Regions from separate parts of the Gossypium hirsutum genome. Here region 2 is linked to region 1. A link is a contact called in public Hi-C data. All regions are on one chromosome and are shown on one strand. Each heading gives the region's core, a stretch centred on a gene start, on an enhancer-like site or on the middle of the called end of the contact. The rest is flanking DNA. Distances are from core to core; before and after follow the strand shown. Region 1 holds the start of LOC107921988 (squamosa promoter-binding-like protein 14). Region 2 has its middle 26 kb from the start of LOC107921050.

Evidence for each region. Hi-C and Micro-C count contacts between places; a contact is called where the count stands out from the background.
Region 2: a contact with region 1 is called in a Hi-C map of leaf, with 2.9 times the contacts expected there. The contact joins the enhancer-like site here to the promoter of LOC107921988 in region 1. A contact is called at or near these places in 14 of 34 Hi-C or Micro-C datasets (anther, callus, fibers and 2 more).

The regions. Positions count from the first base shown.
Region 1 is chrD01:15,304,410-15,310,424 of Gossypium_hirsutum_v2.1, reverse strand. It overlaps LOC107921988 (squamosa promoter-binding-like protein 14), which reads left to right and starts at 1,565. Exons shown (of 12, transcript NM_001398861.1): 1 at 1,565-1,734; 2 at 1,830-1,896; 3 at 2,236-2,869; 4 at 2,971-3,164; 5 at 3,247-4,091; 6 at 4,227-4,301; 7 at 4,411-4,518; 8 at 4,607-4,727; 9 at 4,949-5,084; 10 at 5,157-5,301; 11 at 5,413-6,012. The coding sequence starts at 2,277.
Region 2 is chrD01:15,340,194-15,346,253 of Gossypium_hirsutum_v2.1, reverse strand. No RefSeq gene overlaps it. Among protein-coding and RNA genes, the nearest start is that of LOC107921050, 26 kb to the left of the region's middle. Within about 2 kb of position 1,368, at least 3 of the 9 cell types and tissues checked have an H3K27ac peak or open chromatin away from gene starts, as enhancers often do. A contact at or near this core is called in hypocotyl and leaf, where this site is marked.

The DNA of each region.
Region 1 (6,015 bases), core at 316-2,815:
CAACTCGTTTGGAGCCGAGGCAACTTGGTCATAGGAAGGAAAAATGTATGACCGTTTCGTTGAAGAGAGGTTCTCTTTGGGATGCAGGTTTTGAAAAGTTAGGGCATTGTGTTCGTGAAAATCAGACCCGGGTTAGTTTTGATTTGGCAGTGTACAAGTCGAAGGCTAGAAGTCTTCCAATTTCTAAGCACAAATTCGACTCAGTTAATTTCCTGCATAGTTCAAGATAGGCTCGTGGCGAGCTTTGGCAAAGATGGCGTTGAAGAAATATGAGTCAAGGTGGAGATTTGTTAAGTATGACTCCTATTTCATTCAAATTTGAGAAATAATCTTCTAGTTAAACTCTGTTTATTTGTTTCAATCAAACACTGATTAGTTTAGATTATTTTATTATTATTTGACATATGAATTTAGCCTATAAATAGGCTCTTTTACAACCTTAGAAAATACACTCATTTGTTATTAGAACTCATAACACATTTAGAGAATTTTGTGTTTACGTTTTGAGGGTTCTTTGTTTTCGGGTTTTCAGGGTTTAGTTTTTATCTCCATCTTTTTTTTGTACTCTTTGTTTCTTTTGCCATTATAGTAAAATTATCTTTGCCCGTGGTTTTTTATCCTCTTTAGAGGAGTTTTTTCACGTTAAATTTGTGTGTTCAATTTCTCAATTTCTTCTACTATTTTTACTTGTTCCTGGCTTAATCGAGTCGATCTCTAGCAATTAGAAATATTAGTTGGTTGATAATGAGAATTTAAAGATTAAGGCCTATGAACTAAATTTTAAGGTTAGAAAAATTAGAGGGGTCAATGTGAGAAAAATTGAATACATAATTTAATATAAGAGAGATCTTTAATTTATAATAAATCCAAACCCCTTATAGCAAAATTCCAATTTTAAAAATTCGAGTATCATCTTATATAAATATCTAAAAAATCATTACATATCCAAATACATTCCAACTCGCAATCAATAGTAATTAAACTAGTTCTGAAGGGGTTATTAAACACAAAATTCAAGAACTAAGTTAACCATTATTATACATACAAGTACAACTCAACAACAACAAAGAACGTACTACTTACACTAATGAGTAATGACTAAACTAGACAAGTTAAGAACAAGGAAAGGAAGAGTCTTGGATTCTTCGTTGCTCCGTGGGCGGCCATAAATTATGAATATAACCTCAATCCAGCTTCAATTTACGATTTACGGCAGCACCCAACCCCTAATATTAAACAAACATGATAAAATAAATAAAATAATTCAAGCTAAGGCAAAGGTAAAGGCAGTCACAGCGAAAAAGTAAAAAAATTAGAAATGGAATACCAGCCTACTAACTAGTCTGCTACCACGTTTTACTTTTTGCTTCTTCTTCTTCTTCTTCTTCTTCTTCTTTTGAGAGAGACAACAAAAAAGTAAACCAAAGTTGTGGAGCCAAACCCAAGTTCCCAGTTGTTTCATCTTCATCTTCTCGGATCTGACTGCGTTTCCTTGCTGTTCTACCTTTGATTCCTATATTTTTTTCCCGTTTTCCTTTTTTTTTTAAATTACAAAGAGAGAGACGCAAGTCCAAGTCTGATGGTTGGTATCTGGGAGAAAGGAGAATTCAGATCTGTGATTAACATGAAGTAAAAGGCTGAAAAGGTTGAAGGCGGTGGTTGCTTTCACTTCTTTTTAATTTTTTTTATTTGCTTTTACGAGATGATGAAGCGTTAAGCTGGGATTTGGTTAAGGTATCTTATTTATTTACGCGCCTATATTTGCTATTTGCTTGTGTTGTATCATTCATCTGGCTCTTTTTAATTTAATTTTTTTTACATGTCTCCAGTAGTTCCCAATCTTTGTCTGATCTGATAATCAGCCGTGAAATCCTCAAGCTGAGGTTTTCGTGAAAGGTATGTTTCAAATCTTCTTTATTTACTTGTGCGCATATATTTGCTATTTATTTGGATAACTGTTATCATTCATCTTGCTCTTTTTTAGATTTTAATTTGATTTCTACATGTGTCAGTCGTTGGATATGATTTTATCCAAGTCCCAATCTGTCTGATCTGATAATCTGCCCTGAAAATTATGATCCGGAGTGTTTATCCTCAAGCCTTATCATCCCCTATAAGATTTGACTATTCATCTTTCTTATTTTGACTTTTTGGATGAGATGAACTACTTTCTCTTATGTTACTAGTTATAGATTCTCAAAATAACTTGTTAAAATAGCCATTTCTTTTGTCCAGAGATCATTTGGTGTCTGGAAAACCAAGTTATTTTCAGACCCATGGAGGATGCAGGCGCGCAAGTAGCTCCTCCCCTTTATATTCACCAGGCCCTTGCCAGCCGCTTCTGTGATCCGCCTTCTTTACCCAGGAAACGTGACCTTTCTTATCAGGCCTCAGACTTTCTGTACCAAAACCCTTCACAGCAGCGTGTTGCCAACCCCAGGGACAACTGGAACCCAAAGCAATGGGAGTGGGATGCTGTGAGATTCATTGCTAAACCCTTAAACACCGAGATTCTTCAGGCAGGGACTGCTACAGCAGAACAGAGAAAGAAAGGTCATGTTAATGGGAATGAAAACTCTATAACATCCAAAAACGCCACTGCAGCAAATGGTGATGATGAGAGACTGCAACTGAATCTAGGTGGGGGATTGAATTCTGTGGAAGAGCCTGTTTCTAGGCCTAACAAAAAGGTCCGTGGTGGATCGCCTGGGAGTACCAGCTACCCCATGTGTCAGGTTGATAATTGTAAGGAAGATCTTTCTAATGCAAAGGACTATCACCGTCGGCATAAAGTGTGTGAGATTCATAGTAAAGCGACTAAAGCTCTTGTTGAGAAGCAGATGCAGAGGTTCTGCCAGCAGTGTAGCAGGTTGCTACTTTTATGTTCTCGTTCTTAAAATTTTCACCCTTGGCATCTAGTTTTTTAGCTATTGGTTGAACCCACATCACCTTTATAATGCTTATGTGCAGGTTTCACCCGCTTTCTGAGTTTGATGAGGGGAAGAGAAGTTGTAGGCGTAGGCTTGCTGGGCATAATCGCCGTAGAAGGAAGACACAACCTGAAGATGTGACCTCACGGCTTTTACTCCCTGTAAACAGGGATAATGCCGGGAATGGAAGTTTAGATATTGTCAACTTGCTGACTCTTTTGGCTAGGACACAAGGCAAGAAATTTTTTCTAAATGAGTAAAATTTTCAAATTATACTTTTTAAGTTGAAGCTGATGTTTGTGCGCTTAACATATAGGTAAAACTGAGGAGAAAAGCATTAATCCCTCACTGGTTCCAAATAGAGATCAACTCCTTCAGATTCTTAGTAAGATTAATTCATTACCTTTGCCAATGGAGCTGGCTGCAAAGCTGCCCAATGTTGGAGTTTTGAACAGGAAGAGCCAGGAGCAACCTTCGCTAGGCAATCAAAACCAATTGAATGGGAAAAACACATCTTCTCCATCTACAGTAGATTTGCTTGCTGCCCTTTCAGCTTCATTGACGTCCTCTTCTTCTGATGCCCTTGCAATGCTATCTCAAAGAAGCAGCCAGAGCAGTGATAGCCAGAAGACCAAGTCGATCTGTCCTGATAATGTAGCTGCTTCCAGCTCGTTAAACAGAGCTCCTCTGGAGTTTACTTCAGTCGGAGGAGAAAGAAGCAGTACCAGTTATCAATCTCCTGTTGAAGATTCAGAATGCCAGATTCAAGAAACTCGAGCTAATTTACCATTGCAGCTATTTAGCTCCTCACCTGAGGACGATAGCCCACCAATGCTAGCATCATCTAGGAAATATTTCTCTTCTGACAGTAGCAATCCAATGGAGGAAAGATCTCCATCTTCATCTCCAGTTGTACAAAAATTCTTCCCAATGCATAGCACACCTGAAGCTGTCAAATATGAGAAAGTGCCCATTGGCAGACATGCTAATACAAATGCTGAGACAAGCAGGGCTCATGGTTCTATTATACCTCTTGAGCTTTTTAGTGGGTCAAAGCGAGGAACAGGGCATGGTTCATTTCAACATTTCCCTTCTCAAGCGGGGTATACGTCTTCTTCTGGGTCAGATCATTCCCCCCCTAGCTTGAACTCTGATGCTCAGGTATCATATAAGTAGTACCTATTCTAATTTTTATTTAGGTTATACTTCATTTTGCTTTCTTTTACCATGCATCATGCTTGCGCTTGGTATGTGTGTTACATTAACATTTCTAATGGTTGAATGGTTTCTAAGCAGGATCGTACCGGGCGAATAATTTTTAAGCTATTTGACAAGGACCCCAGCCACTTCCCCGGTACACTACGGACCCAGGTGAGGAGTTGTTTGCCAAATTTGGCTTTCTTATTACATATAATTGGAAGTGGAGATTCCATAATGTTCTTTTAGGGATTAATGATGATTCTGATAACTTTTTTTGCAGATTTATAATTGGCTTTCAAATAGTCCGTCTGAAATGGAGAGCTATATAAGGCCTGGATGTGTGGTTCTGTCGGTTTATGTGTCAATGCCGGCTGCTGCCTGGGAGCAAGTGAGTGTGCTACTACATTCTGCATTTGTAACTTCCCCTTTGTGCAACATTGAACTGACCATTTTCTGGGCGTGTTTAATTTTTTCAGCTTGAAGGAAACCTGCTTCGGTATGTCAATTGTTTGTTGCAAGACTCTGATTCAAATTTTTGGAGAAAGGCTAGGTTTTTAGTTCATACAGGGAACCGTCAGTTAGCGTCACATAAAGATGGTAAGCACTGATGGAAATTTGTGTTTTTTTATTTTTTGCTCAGCTTCAAACTGTTCTACTTGATACAAAACATCATAATTTATTTAGATACTTCTTGGAAGTGGCTTTATTATTGCTAACTATGTTAAGATGACTTCAAAGATATACTTTTTTGTTGATTGATTGGAGTCTGCAATTGTATTACACTGCTTTGATTATAAACGGTTCTTTTTCCCCCTCAGGAAAGATCCATCTGTGCAAATCCTGGCTATCGTGGAGTTCACCTGAGTTGATCTCAGTTTCTCCTTTGGCTGTTGTGAGCGGGCAAGAAACCTCTCTTTTAGTGAGGGGTAGAAATCTGACTAATCCTGGCACCGAGTAAGCAAAACGATCAACTTTGAATTTCTTGATACTTTGTATTTCAGAAATGTTGATTTGAAAATTGTGCAGGATTCATTGTGCATACATGGGTGGATACTCATCAATGCAAATTAATGGGTCAACATATAAGGGAGCCTCATATGATGAGGTAAACATGGGCAGTTTTAAGATTCAGGTTCCATCACCAAAAGCACTAGGTCGTTGCTTCATTGAGGTAATACTTCATGTCAAACAATTGCTATGTTTTGACTATTTGGGTCATCCTCAGTATTCTGGACGGTTCTGAAGCAGTTGCGTTTTTTATTTTTCCCCAAATTTTGAACAGGTGGAGAATGGATTCAAGGGAAACAGTTTTCCTATAATAATAGCTGATGCTGCCATTTGTAAAGAATTGAGACTTCTGGAATCTGAACTTGACACAGAAGCTAAAGCTTCTGATATTATTTCTGAAGAGCATGCTTATGATTCTCACCGTCCAAGGTCAAGGGAGGAAGTGCTGCACTTTCTGAATGAACTTGGATGGTTATTCCAGAGGAGCACTGCTCCCTTGCCCAAGAGTTCTGATCATTCCCTTCGCCGTTTCAAATTTTTGCTCATGTTCTCTGTTGAGAGTGATTATTGTGCTTTGGTCAAGGTACTTCTTGACATGCTGGTGGAAAGTAACTTGGATTTGGATGACCTATCCAAGGATTCGCTGGCCATGCTTTCTGAGATTCAGCTGTTAACCCGAGCAGTGAAAAGAAGGTGTAGGAAGATGGCTGACTTGCTCATACATTATTCTATCAGTAGTAACGATGGAAACTCGAAAAAGTATATCTTTCCACCGAATCTTGAGGGTGCTGGTGGAATCACACCTTTACATTTGGCTGCATGTACATCTGGTTCGGATGATATGGTAGATGTGCTGACGAATGATCCTCAGGAGGTA
Region 2 (6,060 bases), core at 119-2,618, 36 kb before region 1:
TTTTAGCTGTTATTGAGCCAAAAACACTTCTGAAAGCATTATTACTTTTTCATCCCTTCATTTTTATTGTCTCATTTTTCATTCACTTTAAATTGCAAATGCTAATGTAAAATTTTTAATATATAAATATTACCCCTTTTTGAAATTTTAATCCAAATACATGTAATATTTTAACTTGTTAGATTTATGTTTTCTATATTATATTAATATCTAATATGGGTTATATATTCAAATTATGTTTTAAAATAAAATCATTAATTAAAAATAAAAAAGATTCTTAAAATAATACAAATGTGTTAATATCTAATTACAAATATTTAACAGTTATATTTAAATATCTAAAATATAGTTTCTAATTAAATTTAATAAATAATTAATATTAATTGCTTAAAAGTATTTAAAATTTATATTTCATATATTAAAATATTAACAACAAGTTATATAAAATTATTTTTTATATTCTTGCTAAAAATCATAATATTAACTAATTTTAACATTATTTAAATGCATATTTATTATTTTATAATATCATGTCTAAAATGGACATTTTATTTCTGAAAAGTACTTTTTGATAGCAATACCAAACATTTAAATCTTAAACCAAACTTTTCAAAAGTAATTTTCAAAAAAATACTTTTCCACAACACTTTTTAAAAGTACTTTTCCAAAGTAACGTTAAACTAGCCCTTAGTCCTTTAATTTGGCACCCTTTTATTTTTCAATTTGGTCTCTTTGAACTTGGCAATTATTCCCAGTTTGGTCCATGAACTTGAATTCCGTTCAAGTATGATGATCTAGCACCTTGGGACTATTCTATGTTATCACTTGAAAATTTTTAAAAGAATTATATAAAATCTCAAAAATAACAAAAAGAGAAATTAAGTAGAGTTTTTAAAAACTTCAAGTGATGATGTGAGTACCTTAACGTAACGCAAGTTTAAAAATCAAAGTAGAAAAGTAATCAAATTTCAATACTAATATGGACCAAAAAAAATAGGGACTAAATATTATCTTATCTCTAAATAAAATACATATATATAATTTCTTTAGCTTTTTCATTCTTTTCATTTTTATCTATTAACCTAAATATAGTGGCAATGCTTTAAATAAATATTTTTGAATAATTTAGTGATTTTAATAAAATATTTTAAATAATTCAATGATTATTTTATAGCTTTATAATATTGAGTGACGAAAATACAAATTTACTAATAATTTAATGAGTTTACGGAAAAGTATCTAACTTCCTTTCCCTCCCCTTATAAGGCCACAAAAAGGAATGGACAAAGGTGATTAGATTGGGTAGTACTACTACTAGTATCTCAGTATGCAGCTGATTCTCAAAATAAAAGGTTAGATACATATTAGTTTGGATTAGGCCTTCAATCTTTATCGGACGGAGGATTGGGCCAGACCCGTTACCCTTTTAAGTCTTTACCCTTTACCACAACTATTCTTTCGTAGACTACCACCGACTTGTGGTCGAGATTTTACAACTCTAGTTTTTTCATATTGTGTTAAGTTACAACTCTAGATTTTACCATCATCGGAATGCTATGCTCATGAGTGGTGGTAATCATTTCTCTGTTAAAAATTTATTATATTTAGAATAAATTATTTTCGATTCTTATTAATTTAAGATTTTATAGAAAATAATTTCTATATTTTTTGTGTTTATTAAACACCAGAAAATATTTTATACAGATTCATCTAACACAAAAAAATATTAACTTTTCCAGGGAAAAAATTATTTTTCAAATATCATTTTCCGAAAATAATTTTTAATGAAACAAAAATACCCTTGATGTAAAATATAATCACCTCTTATTGTTTCAAGAATGTTTACTTATTTTATCAAGTTTGAAGAAAATCTTATAAAATCTCTCAAAATTTATTCGGTTAAATAAAAGATAATTATACATGTTTTATTATATATATGTTTTCTATTTTATTTATTATTTTTTAGTTTTAATTAAGTGTTTTAAATTTATATATTGACCTTAAAGGTGAATTTATTAAATTGTTTTATGTAAAATTAATTAATTACTATTGTTTAGAAAGTTATAATAGAAAAGATTTGGATTATAATAAAAAAACAATTCATCTTAAAATTAATACATATAATTAAAATTTTAATAGTTGGCATGTATTTCCATAGAAAATTATTAAAAAGGAAACAATAAGTAAAAGAGAAGACAAAAATTAAATATAATTATCATTTATAATAGGGATAATAGCAAAAAAAAAACCTTTGTACTTAACAAAATTTTCAATGTGGCATTTATACTTTTGAAATCTCCAATTTAGTATCCCAAGTTTAATTTCATTTTTCAATACCATTAAAATTTGTGCTGACATGGCACGTTGACCAATAAAAAAGTACCACATGGGAGATCATTGACTTTTGACCAAAAACAAAAATACTTCTCTTCTAAACAAAAACAAAAAAGTCCAAATATTTTTTTAAATTGCCAAAATTAAAATAAATACAAACTAATTTCCTTTTACTTAATAAAATAGAAAAGAAGAGAAAAGAAATATCACGTTTAGAAATCCTTCTCTTCTAAACTTAATTTTTTTCCAAACCTAGATCTCCAATAATTCTATCATACCTAAAACCACCATTGTTGATGGAAAATGTTGCACCGACCACTGTTATTGATGTTCAATCCTCGATGGATCCTGAAGTTAGATCTCTCAAGCCATCGCTCTTCAAATCTCAGACTAAAAGAAAGAAAAAATTTCCAAGATTTCAAATATCAAATCTTCCTCATATTAAAGATTGAAAACATTGGCTTCTCTAGCCAAAGCAGAGGCTAATCTCAAAGCCTTGAAACCTAAATACCCATTAGCCAACATAAAAAATCCATCTTTCAAAAATCTTGTAAAGCTTTACCAGTTGCTTCACCATAAGAGCACCATCATTGTTGGTGTTATTACAGGTTTCTACGAAGAGAGCAACATGTTAACACGAATTTCCTTTGCCATCAAACTATTGGAATTTTGGAGGTTGATAATTTTAAGGCATCTTCAAGTGATCAATCCTCTGAGTGCATGACTTTCAATATGCACATGAAGGAGGAAAAAAAACTTTCAACTTGATCTTTGATGGCGTCTTTGATGAGCTATTTAAATTGATATGAAGAAACACTTTCAAGTCCTTCTTCACTAGCTTTGATTTCACCAACATTTTGAAGAGTTTGATGTTGATTTTTGTTGGAAGAAGTTTGGTTGCTTCCACTTAGATGTTCAATTTAAGTCACTATGAAAACGATTTTATCATTTATTCTTTTTATGCTTGTAGTAAGACTCTCTACTGTCTTTGTTAATGACATCACTTATTCGTCCAAGGTTGTAGCACCAGTTGTCATGATATTCATCACTCTAAAATTTAGATTTGGGGGACATGTTGGAATGGAGTTGTCATTTGGTTGACTATCGACGAGCTATATTTGATCCACGAGTAGAAACCTTTTCTAAGTCATGGGTAAAGACATTGGTGCTTGACAATGAAGTTCAAAGGGTTGTAGGATTAGGTTTAATAGGCTTTTGAGATGGTTTGTTTATGATGATGATAGTCTTTGAGGATATTGCAACTTTGAACTTTGAATTTTTGAGAGAAGAAAGGAAGAGATTGTCTCACGAGGCGTGCTAGAAATTTGTACACACAAATTTTGAGTCAAATATTAACTTGAAAATTTAGAGTCAAATTTCATTTATCAACTTTAAAAAGAAGCTACAATCTCTAAATTTCTTTAATACAAAGAAAACTCTTTTGATTATTCTCTTTGATGGAGCTTTGATTTAAAGGTCATTTATACTTGATCTTGTAAGGATGCAGTTTGCTTCGAGGGTCGTCAAGATTTGATCTTGAAGCTAGAGTCGGTGAGATGCTTGCTTAAGAATTTGATTTGGTTTGGATCCAAGATTCGTCAAGACTTGATCTTGAATCAATGATGTCCGCTTTAAGGGCCTTTTAAGCTTGACATTTAAAAATAAGTTTAGCCTCCTTTATGTCGATTGAACATGTTCAAAAGGTTATTTTCTTTTGAAATGATTTTTTACTTCCACTCCTCAGTCTAATTGGATTAGAATGTGGCTTTTCTTTATAACTCATGCGGCGCTTGTTAAAATTTCTTTAAGTTCTTTAGTTTCTTTAGAGACTTCTGGCCTATAACACCCCTAACCCGTATCCATCGTCAGAACAAGGTTACGGAGCATTACCGGAGTTTACAGAACAAATAGACAAAAATTTCAAACATTTTATATCACATAATATTCATGTCAAAAACCAATCGAAATCAGATATTTTGACCCTTCTATGAGCCCTCGAGACCCAAAATACACATTAAAAACAAGTCGAGACTAAATTAGGTACTTAAAGAATTTTTCAGAAAACATCAAAAATTTTCAAAGCTGTAGGGGTCAAACGGCCGTGTGGCCAGACCCTGTGGGCATTTGAAATAGGGACACACAGTCGTGTCCTAGCCCGTGTAACTCTCTGACTTGGGTCACATGGCCAAGCCACACACTCGTGTGCTAGGCCGTGTAAGCATACTGACTTGCGCAATTTAAAAGATACAGGGGACACACGGCCATGTCACCTGGCCGTGTGTCAGACATGGCTGAGACACACGCCCGTATGAACGAAAATAGGTCAATTTCCAAGCCACATTTCTCACCCAATTTGACATCAACCTAACCCAAGATTTTTGTACATCAACAAGCCATAACAAGGCATTCAAAACAAGCCAAAATCAAGTCTTAAACATGAAATATCATCACATACAACCAATATGTCCTTAGGCACCTCAAATGACAACTTAAAGGCATGTCAACCAAGTATCTCAACTTACCTAAATGACCAAATTCATTACACCTATTCAAGCCACATTTTACTTTCTTTCATTCTACCATATCAATCACACATCAAACTTGATAAGGTCACTTATATACACATCAAAATATACCAAAAACAAGCCGTATACAAGGTTAATCTCAACAAAACATTTATATACCATCATTGACCAAAATAACCTATACATGCCATTATAACCGGAATTAATTACTGAAAGTACGAAAAAGGACTAATGGATAGTGTGAAATAGCTCCGACCAGCTTCCAAACCGTATGAGCTTCCGAATTACTATAAAACATGGAAAATAACATAGAGTAAGCATTTAAGCTTAGTAAGTTCGTATTACACAGAATTTAACTTACCATATATCCATAAAATAGGTAAGTAAACAAAGCATAATTCAACCAATTTGGCCAAAAGCCTAAACAGATGATAACCAACATATTAGCCATGAAAATCACATATAAAATCCAACACACATGGTTGAATTCATCAAATAATCATTTTTCATGTATTTCATGTAAATTCCAGTAATAGTTCGCATATAGCCGATTTTATACATATTAATAGCAACCCATATATTTCACAGAAATCACAAATTTTACCATAAAATTTTTCATCTTTTTAATTTAATCCCTAATTGATAATTCCATCAAAATTCTCTTTACAAAAGTTGTTTATCTAACAACAACCATTCATTTTCTATTATCAAGCTTCAAAATTCAAGCATATTTATCAATGGAAAAATCCTAATACTTTAACATTTTTGCAAATTAATCCCCGAACTAGCTAGATTAAGCTACTACGATCTCGGAAACATAAAAATAATCAAAAAGGTGGATAAAGATTCATACCTAACTGAGCAAAATAAGCTTGTCCAAATTCAAGCTTCCATGGATAGGTTTTCTTTTTCTTCTTTTTTTTGGTGGATGATAATGAGAATAGATTATTTTATTTTATTTATTATAACTTTAATCACTAATTTCCAAAATTACCCTTAATAATTTATTCAATTTCCAATGATGAGTACTCATGCTTAACCACTAAGCACTTTAATGGCCTATTTACTATATAAGGACGTCCAATTTAAAATTCTATAGCTATTTAATACATTTAGCTATTAGAATACAACATTTTCCCTTTATGCAATTTAGTCTTTTTTATCAAACTAGGCATGTAAACGATAAAATTTCTTATTGAAA